Regions from separate parts of the Mus musculus genome. Here regions 1 and 3 are each linked to region 2. Evidence: chromatin contacts called from public promoter capture Hi-C data. All regions are on one chromosome and are shown on one strand. The core of a region is the stretch at or near the end of the contact, and the rest is flanking DNA. Distances in the headings are between cores, read along the strand shown.

What was found. Promoter capture Hi-C pulls out the DNA fragments that hold promoters and counts their contacts.
Region 1: a contact with region 2 is called in a promoter capture Hi-C map of liver, with 6 times the contacts expected there. The contact joins the promoter of Mgat3 here to the promoter of Elfn2 in region 2. A contact is called at or near these places in 1 of 39 promoter capture datasets (liver) and 1 of 115 datasets of contacts at active chromatin or transcription factors (pancreatic cancer cells).
Region 3: a promoter capture Hi-C map of liver shows a contact between it and region 2, with 3 times the contacts expected there. The contact joins the promoter of D730005E14Rik here to the promoter of Elfn2 in region 2. A contact is called at or near these places in 2 of 39 promoter capture datasets (both in liver).

The regions. Positions count from the first base shown.
Region 1 is chr15:80,171,933-80,175,002 of GRCm38.p6, reverse strand. It overlaps Mgat3 (mannoside acetylglucosaminyltransferase 3), which reads right to left and starts at 1,282. Exons shown (of 2, transcript NM_010795.4): 1 at 1,165-1,282.
Region 2 is chr15:78,717,508-78,720,469 of GRCm38.p6, reverse strand. It overlaps Elfn2 (leucine rich repeat and fibronectin type III, extracellular 2), which reads left to right and starts at 1,699. Exons shown (of 2, transcript NM_001358692.1): 1 at 1,699-2,066.
Region 3 is chr15:79,891,772-79,894,606 of GRCm38.p6, reverse strand. D730005E14Rik (RIKEN cDNA D730005E14 gene) reads left to right here and starts at 1,469. Exons shown (of 1, transcript NR_030675.1): 1 at 1,469-2,835. Apobec3 (apolipoprotein B mRNA editing enzyme, catalytic polypeptide 3) reads right to left here and starts at 2,199. Exons shown (of 8, transcript NM_030255.3): 1 at 2,038-2,199. The coding sequence starts at 2,090.

The DNA of each region.
Region 1 (3,070 bases), core at 33-2,532, 1.5 Mb before region 2:
CATGCTACACACCATCTCTCAACACACCAGAGAGCACATCTCTCGGTCCTTTCTCTTACTATTTCTTCAGCCCTGGGAACTTTTCCGTCTTCCAGTAGGTTCTTCCTCCCTAGAGCAAAGAGCCCCTCTTTCTAACTTTCCCAGAAACCCTGCCTATCTCCTTAGCGTTGGGCAGCACTAATAATCCTGGAGTTGCCAGCTCCCAGAAGGAGAGAGCCTTGTCTTGCTCTCCCTGTCATCCTCACGGTTGGCTCATTGCCTGGACCTTTAATAACTGTGTCCCTCCAGGTCAATCCCCCATGAAGGCATTTCTGCACCCGTGTCCCAGAGATGATGGAGGACCACAGAAAAATCCCAGTAGGGAAAATGTTCCTGCCTACATCCCCCTTCTGAGTTCCGCAGGCGAGGGAACATCATCAGACCTCAGGCCATCGGAGATGACTGGGGCGCAGCAGTCAGAGATGCTGCGCCCCAGCTCAGGCACCCCCGCCACTAGCACAACCAAGCAAGCTCCCCTCCCCACCCCAGCCCGGTTCTAGAACTATTTGTAGATATTTATAGCGCCCTCCCCCAGCCAGGAGCCCTCCTCCGCCCTGGGCAGTGCAGTGCAAAGAGAGGGAGACCCCTCCCCAGTAGAAGGTGGGGGCCTCTCATGCTAAGCTTTTCCCTGCTCCCCACTAAGGCAGCTGTAGTTACAGCTCCAGCCACAGCCCCCACACTCGCCCAGCACCCCAACCGCGCCTGGGCCTCGGCCAGCAGCCGCAGCAGCCCGGGATCGGGGGTGGGGAAGGCAAGAGCTGAGGCCTCGCGCCCCCAGCCCCGAGCTGCGCCGGAGGTGGAAGGGAGCGCAGCGCACAAAGCATGGCTGGAGCTCCGCGCCTCGGGACGCCCCCACCCCACCCCGGTCCAGCCAAGGGAGGGGGTCGCCGCGCCAGGCTCTGCCCCGCGGCCACGGAGAGCTGCGGAGAGCAGGCGGGTGGGGGCAGGGGGCGCCGGTTAAGCAGTCCCCCACATCTCGCCCCTACTCGGCCCCATGCCCCCGCCCCCGGGGCTGCGGGACCACCACGGGGGGAGACGGGAGTGGGGAGGACGCGGAGGCGAGGCCTGGGGTGCGGGGAAGATGCAGGGCTGCGGCGCGGGTCCCCGGCTCCAGGGTCAACTCACCCATCGTCCGCTGGGTCTCAGCAGCGGCGGTAGAAGCAGCGGCGGCGGCGGCTCCGGGGCCCCCGGGGTCCCCGGCGGGGAGATGCTGGCGTCCGCCGCAGCCTCTCCTCGCCCCATCCCGGGCTCCGGCGGCGGCGGCTGCGGCGGGCGCCCGGCATCGCAGGCAGCGCGGCCCGGGCCCGGCCCGATCCCCGCCCCCCACCCCACCTCCACCCCGTCCCGCGGGCCCGGCGCGGCCGCTTGACTGCACCCCGGGGCGGTAGCGGGGGCGCGGCGGCGAGGCCGAGCGCTGCGCTGGAGGTGCCCGCTCCCGCCGGCCCCCGCCCCGCCCCCGCGCGGCCGCGTCCCCTCCCCCGCCAGCCGGGCTTTGCGCGCTCCGGGCCAGGGGCGCCTGGACCGCGAGCTCCCGCCACCGCCCCGCGCCTCTTTCGTGTGTATGTGTGTGTTTCTGTGTGTGTGTGTGTGCGCAGCAATCGGACGCGCGAGTGTGCGCGTGCCCTGCCTGTGACCGTGCGTGCGCCGGCCCACTGCCCGGGCGTCCTGTGCGGGTGTGTGTGCTGTGTGAGGCGGAGCTGGCCAAAGTGCTTGTCGGGCTCTGCGTGTGAGTGGATCTGTGTGTCTGTGTTCTGCAGCGTGTGATAGATTGGCCCTTATGTGCATGGGGTGTGTAGATAGATCCGTACTGTGGCGTGATTGTGGGCATACTGTGGCTGGGGGCACAGGCCTCCTGTGTGGTGGTGTGACAAAGTCCTGACCGGTGTGTACATCACTGTAGCCCTATGCAGAGGCCTGGTACAGGAAAGCGTCTAAAACACTGGGTACTGGGTCGACACAGTGTCCGTGCTAGTTTGTGTCTTGCTCGGATGTGTTGGCCTCTGTACATCCTTCTGCCTCCACCCTCTTCATCAATGCACAAAGCCACCCATGAGGCGCAGAGGGTGACAGAATGTGCTGGATCTGGGATTCAACCCCAGACTTGGAGGTTTCTCCATTCTTCTTCCCCACCCCCCACCCCCAGGATGCTGCTTATAATGGGCATCTCTAGCACTCAGGTCACCTATGATAGATTTATTTATTTTGTTTTTTCAAGACAGGGATTCTCTTGTGTAGCCCTGGCTGTCCTGGAACTCAACTCTGTAGACCAGGCTGGCCTTGAACTCACAGAGATCTGCCTGCCTCTGCCTCCTGAGTGCTGGGATTAAAGGCGTGCACCACCAACACCCGGCTCTAAATGATCTAAATATCCCCAGAGCCCTGCTGGATTGCAGTCAGAAGCACCTGACATGGGTGCTGGGACTTGATCTCAGATTCTCTGGAAGGGTGCTCTTAACCACTGAGCCATTTCTCCAGCCCTGACACTTTTTCTTGATTTGAGGCATTCTGTTGTGACCTAAAAACCAGTACACCACCTCTATAACTTGTCTCCCTCTCAAGGTTATCAATTTGTCTGAATGTATTTACTTATTGTGGCGCTGGGAATGAAACCCAGACCCTCCCATATGCCAGCCAGTTACCATAGGTTATATTCCACACACAACTTGCATGGCCTTTGATTTCAGTATAATGCAAAACACTCCCATTTGCCTGCCCTGAGCCTTCTGCATTAGGAGGCAATGAGAAGTACCACCCCCTGCAGTTGTGTGGAGGAAAAGAGATGGCCTGGCCTTGCCCTGCACAGAGTTGGACACATCTGGAAGGTTCTGGAGACCTGCTGCTTGCTCTCTCTCCCCACCCCGACCCCCCACTCACCCTTGGATCTTTGTTTTCCTTCCTTTTCCAAATTCCCAAGCTTCTTGGGAGGCCTCTGGGAAGGAGGAGGAGCTGTCTCGGTTAGGGTCATACCAAAGTCCGCCTCCGTGTCTTGGGGTTTCTTTCCTGGTCTTTTGGGACAGTGTGGTGAGTACAG
Region 2 (2,962 bases), core at 450-2,949:
GATGACCGGGACACTCATACAGATGAATCAGAGATGTTACTTTGCAATTCTATGCCTGGTGCTTCCCAGAGTCAGTGCTCAATGTCTTGGACCAGGGCTGGATTTAGTAGGCCTCTGCCAGCGCCCACCTCAGCACACGCGAGCCACAGGGAGTTTTCTGCAGTCGCGCATTTGATCCGCTAGAGGGCGCAGGGGCAGCCGTCTCTTCAACAGAAGCGAGCTTGGCGGAGGTGGGATCGGGAGATGGTGGGGTGGGGGATGGTAGGGGCGGGGGTGGGGTGTGTGCTACTGGAGCTGGACCCACCTCGGTGCCTAGCCTCGGTTAGGGAACCCTGAGTTCTTATGGTCCCTCTTCGGGGAAGGGGATTAGGTTAGTAGACAGAGGCAGCATAAGGTTTCATTGGGTCTGCAAAGAAGATCTGAAGGATGGGTAGGAAGAAATGCGCCTGCCACTCAAAAAGGTACAGGTCGGGAGGCTTAGAGGTGAGACACCCCACAGTCTCTCTAAATTGTGACATAACAGGTGGCCTGGGTCTCAGCGCTTATCTACCCTTCTGGTCCTATCCTGGGCTACTTTCCTGTCCTCGGATGACAAGAGCGAGGCGATTTTGTACAGCATTTCTTTCTGCTCTAGTGCTACCCAACTCCACGGGTCCCTCTGTACTAAGTACACCAGGATGCTTTCCGCCTCTGTGACTTTGCACATGTCGTTCCCGCAGTCTGGGATACCCTTCTCCACTTCCTTCAGCTGAGCAACTCCTACCCATCAGCTCCCATTCATCTGTCCAGACTCAGCCCAGGCCTGTTAGGAGTTCCAGCAGCCGGGCTGAGTCGCTGTGCACCACCTGAGGACAGGCTCTGGTGAATGCGGCCCGGAAAAGTGATTGCGAAGCACAAAGTCTGGCGGCGGCAGAGCTCAACTGTCTGGGTTGGCGGGTCACAACGGCTGGAGGAGACTCCTGACATCAGCCCAGACTCCCACCAGCTGCTTGTGTGCCCAGCTTCGGGTGCAGAGCCTCAACTACCGCTGCCTTGCAGGGAGACTCCCTTGCAGGTGGTGGTGGTGGTGGTGATGGTGGTGGTGTCTGTGTTTGAAGCGGAGCTTAAGCTGTGGCCAGGAAGGCCTTAGGAAGTTTCTCTTTGTGGCCACAGAGCCCAATATGCTCCCGGGGATGGGGTAAGGCAGCGAGGGGTAGCCAAATGCCTTGGTTTGGAGGCAGGGAGAATTGGGAGACTCCACGGACTCGGACTCGCTGTATAAACTTTGGGCAAGCACTCTGCTCACCCGCCTCAGCTGTCCCGCCTGCAAAATGGGAACGCAGCAGCTCCACCGCAGTGCTCTCCAGTGGTTACACGCGGAACACCGGGTCAGGGCGCAGGCGGAAAGGGGTGCTCGGGCATGGGAAGGGGGGAAGCGGGGTTGGGGATGAGATTGTCCTCGAGCAGGGCGCTGCACCCGGGGCAACTTTGCCTCCAGCTGTTGAATGAGCTGGAGGAGGCGGTGGTGGGGTGAACTGAGACATAGCCCGGAGAGAGGTGGCCGAGGTGGGGCGGGGCCGGGGGGCGCGCTCGGCGGGTGCCCGGGGCTTGGCGGTCCGCGGTGCAGCCACCTCACAGGGCGCTGCAGCTGCAGTAGCGCCAGAGCCCAGCGCGGCCCCCGCCCCGTGGCGTGTGTCTGGGAGCGCGCTTGTGGCCGTGGAAGCAGACGGCGGAGGGGCGGGAGGGTCTGCAGCGGAGAGAGGCCTGTGAAGGGATCTGGCTACAGAGCCGGACGGACCGACAGACGCAGTGATCGCCAGCCCCTGAGGTCCTCCGCCCAGCACCCGGGCCCTCTGCGGGCAGCAGCCCTACGCGGCGGGAGGCGGGGGTGGCAGTGTCTGCGCGCACACGCACGCTCACAGACACACACGCCCGGGCCACGCCACAGACACACGACACGCACAGAGCCACGGCCGGCCGCCGCGCACACTCGCACCCGCGCTCACGCTCGCTCTCCGGCGCAGGCCCCGCAGCAGCCGCTGCCGGGAGGTGGTGGCATCCCGCTCGGATCCCAGTCAGGACTGGAGGTGAGTGGATTCCTCCGGATCCGAGTGCTGCAGGCGGCTGGCGGGGACCCCGGGAATCCAGGCTGAGCTGAGGGCTCCCTGGCCGCCAGCGGGGGTGGGGCTTGGAAAGGGACCTGGGAGGGGAGGATGAGGCAGGGAGAGCCACTCTTCTTGGTTCTTCTTGGTCTGGGGATCCCCCATAAGACCCCCAAGGGACCACCCTGCGCAAGGTGGTGGGGGAGAGGCTGGGCGGAGGCGTGGTGGGAGGGCAGGGAGGACGAGCGTCGAGGTGAACATTTTCGCGGTGGTGATGCAGAAGCTTGAGCAGGGTTTTGCTAGCCAGTACCACGCCGCACCTCTCTGGCCCCCATTTTGGCGAACCAGAGCTCCGGCCCGCTTTTCACTGAGTCGTGGCGGGTCAAGGAATTCATCTCACTGGTAAGGGGGGCTTCACAGGGTGGCTAGATCTCTAGCCCAGGGGGAAGGGACCGGCTTTCGACTTGCCCCCTATCTCTCAGGGGCACTGTGAATGTAGTAGGGGGACCAGAGTTAGGGTATGCTGGGACCCTTGCAAGGACTTGGATTTTTTTCCCCTCGGCAGGGCTGGTGTGGGACAGAAGCACCAGCATAAACGGACAGACTGCAGCTCTGACTGAGCCCCACCATTGCCTAGTGGTGTGTGTGTGTGTGTGTGTGTGTGTGTGTACTGCTACTGGCTAGGAGGGGGTAGAGGGTGGGTGTGTTGGCTGGTGGGGTGGTATATGCATGTGGAAAGGATGTGTATTGACTCAGGATAGACCCCCATTGCCACACAGACACACACACAATCTGTGGCTCAGCAGGGCTTCCTTGGAATATTTGGAGGGGAGAGAGCTTGTATGTGTCTGTGTGTCTGTATGTGCCTGTGTGCGTCTCTC
Region 3 (2,835 bases), core at 220-2,719, 1.2 Mb before region 2:
ATTATGCCAAGGTCGAGTCCTACTTGAACTATATAGTGAGTGCCAGGCTAGCCAGGGCTTCATAGTAAAATCCTGTCGGGGCTGGGGTGGGGGAGGGTGGGAGAGGGAGACAAGAATGTAAAGAACAGCAACAACAACAACACAGCCAAACTACCACCACCATCACAATAAAATTCCACAATATAATAACAACCAAAAATCAGGAGACAGGGGGCTGGTGAGATGGCTCAGTGGGTAGGAGCACCTGACTGCTCTTCTGAAGGTCAGGAGTTCAAGTCCCAGCAACCACATGGTGGCTCATAACCATCCGTAACGAGATCTGACTCCCTCTTCTGGAGTGTCTGAGGACAGCTACAGTGTACTTACAATAAATAAATCTTAAAAAAAAAAAAAAAAATCAGGAGACAGAGTCTGGATCCCTTCCCTCAAAGCTGGCTAGGTATTAGTGGCCTGGGAGGACCCCAGGCTGGACCCTTTCCCTCATAGCCAGCAGCCTGTAGAAAAGAGCTGGAAAAATCAGACGTCTATCAAGCCTTGGTCAGAAGAATGGGATCGGAGGCTTATCTCTGACTCTGGAAGGAGAGGTGACATCTGGGACTGGTTACAAGGCCACACCCAGGGGACAAGGCTATTAACAGATAATTGCTGATAACTGGCTTCAGGAGCCCTAATCCTGGAGACAGACAGCTGGCCAGGGGCTTTCTGTTGAAGACTGAAGACATGCTATTCTGTGATATGACTGTCGCCTCTCTCTATACAGGTCTATCCATCACTGGACAGGACAAAGTTGCTCAGGGTGAGGTGAATTGGTTCGAAAGACGGGCCAGGGAGATGGTTCAGCGGGTAAAAGTATTAGCTTTGAAGTTAAAGCCTGCATTTCCACCACACCCACGCATGCACGCACCACTTGCAGCTGGGCTGCCCACGGGACAGTGGCCTCCACCGACATCACAGGCACCAGGAGAAGGGACAAAAATCAGAATGTCACCCAAGGGAGTAGGCAGTATAACTTTCTTCTTATATGTAGGTTTAAAATACACTCACATCTCTCTCTTTCTTTTTTTTTTTCTTTTGTTTTTTTCGAGACAGGGTTTCTCTGTGTAGTCCTGGCTGTCCTGGAACTCACTTTGTAGGCTGGCCTTGAACTCAGAAATCCGACTGCCTCTGCCTCCCGAGTGCTGGGATTAAAGGCGTGCGCCACCACACCCGGCCACTCACATCTCTTGCCATTGGGCATGTATACATATGTGTATGTGTTCTGAATTAATATGTGCATGTCTGGGGGTCAGGAGAAGGCCTTGGATTCCCAGAAGCTGTAGTTATAGGTGGTTGTGAGCCATACCATGTGTTTGCTGGTAGCAGTTGGTCCTCTGTGGAAGGTGACAAAGGTTCTTAACTGCTGAGCCATCTCTCTCCAGTGCCAACCCCGCCCCCTATTATTTCTCTTTTTCTCTTAGCTGACTGGTGTGGTTCCGAGAAGTCTCCACAAGCATCCAGGCAATGGGTGTGTTAGGGGAATTTCTCTTTACCCTTTCCCTTTCCCAGCTCAGAGTGGCTACTTCTGGAAAGGTGGTTCACATTGCCTTAGAGAGTGGTCCCCTCTTCTCCCAGTATCCCCTGAGGTTGGGTTAAAACAGCACGGATATTCTAGGACATCTATCGAAAGTTCTCCATACATGGTCGTCCAAAGTCTGCTTCCATGGATTTCTCTTTAAAATTTGAAGCCCAGACCAGCCTAGCCCTGGATCAGCATGAAGACCCAAAGGCGAGTAACCCCAGACTGAGAAGTCTCAACAGGAAGAAATATGGGTGACGTGGAGAGGGGTACAGGGTGGCCAGTTTAGAAGCAGCTATAAGGTAACCGAAGCGGCTCAGAACAAGGACCCTCGAGGGGAGTGGGAGCTACGGAGTATCCTGGAGAATGTGAGAGAGGAATCGGGAGCTGGGGACCTAGAGGAGAGGCTCGGTATACAGCAAAATGGGGGCCACCAGGAAGAGACTGCAGTGAAAATTTTGGAGGAGCGGGGCCAGCGGTACCTGATCGGTGAATAGCATTTGCGATGGCTGCATCCCAGACAGAATGGTCCCATCCCAGCTCTGGGCCCCAGGCGCTGGGGTTGCATTTTCTGTGAGCAGGCTATGGAAGACCCCCAGAAGTGAAACTGACCTCCCGGGCCAAGTGAATGCAGGCCCCACCTTCTTCCTGCATCAGCTCCCGGAATGGGAGGGCTCTAGGCGATCAAGCCCAGAAGGCTCCTGCCCACCTCTTTGTCCCTTGGCTTGGCAGAGACCTGCTCCTCTGTACAGCGGCCCGCGGGGATCGCAAAGAGAAAGGGAAACTAACTGATGGTAGAGAGAAGCTGATGCCGACCGCGGTGAGGGTAGGACAGACGCCCCAAGGGTGGCCCCAGGCGTCTCCATCCAACCTGCCTAGACCATCCTGTGCCGAGCTTGCAGCCAAAGCTGCCAGTTGAACCAAGGGTTTGACTCTGTAGGTGTTAAGGAGTGGGGACCCTTACATTTTCTCCCTTCGGCTTAGGAGGGGAGGGGACAGCCTGGCTTCGCATTTCTAATTGTGGCTTGGATTTTGGCACCCTTCACCTCTAATTTCCCAACTGCCCCAGGTGTGGAGCTAGACTGAGATCAACGGGGAGCACAAAAATGGATCATTGATGGCTCCGAATCAGCCAGCAGCAGGTGGCCGAGCTGGTATCAGAGCCCGTCATCCAAGCTTGTTTCCCTGCAGATGAGGGAGACCGAAATGAGTTTACTGTTCTCACAGACCTGTGTCTCTCGAGGGCAGTAGCGTGGACCAGTCAAATGTAGCAAGTGCAC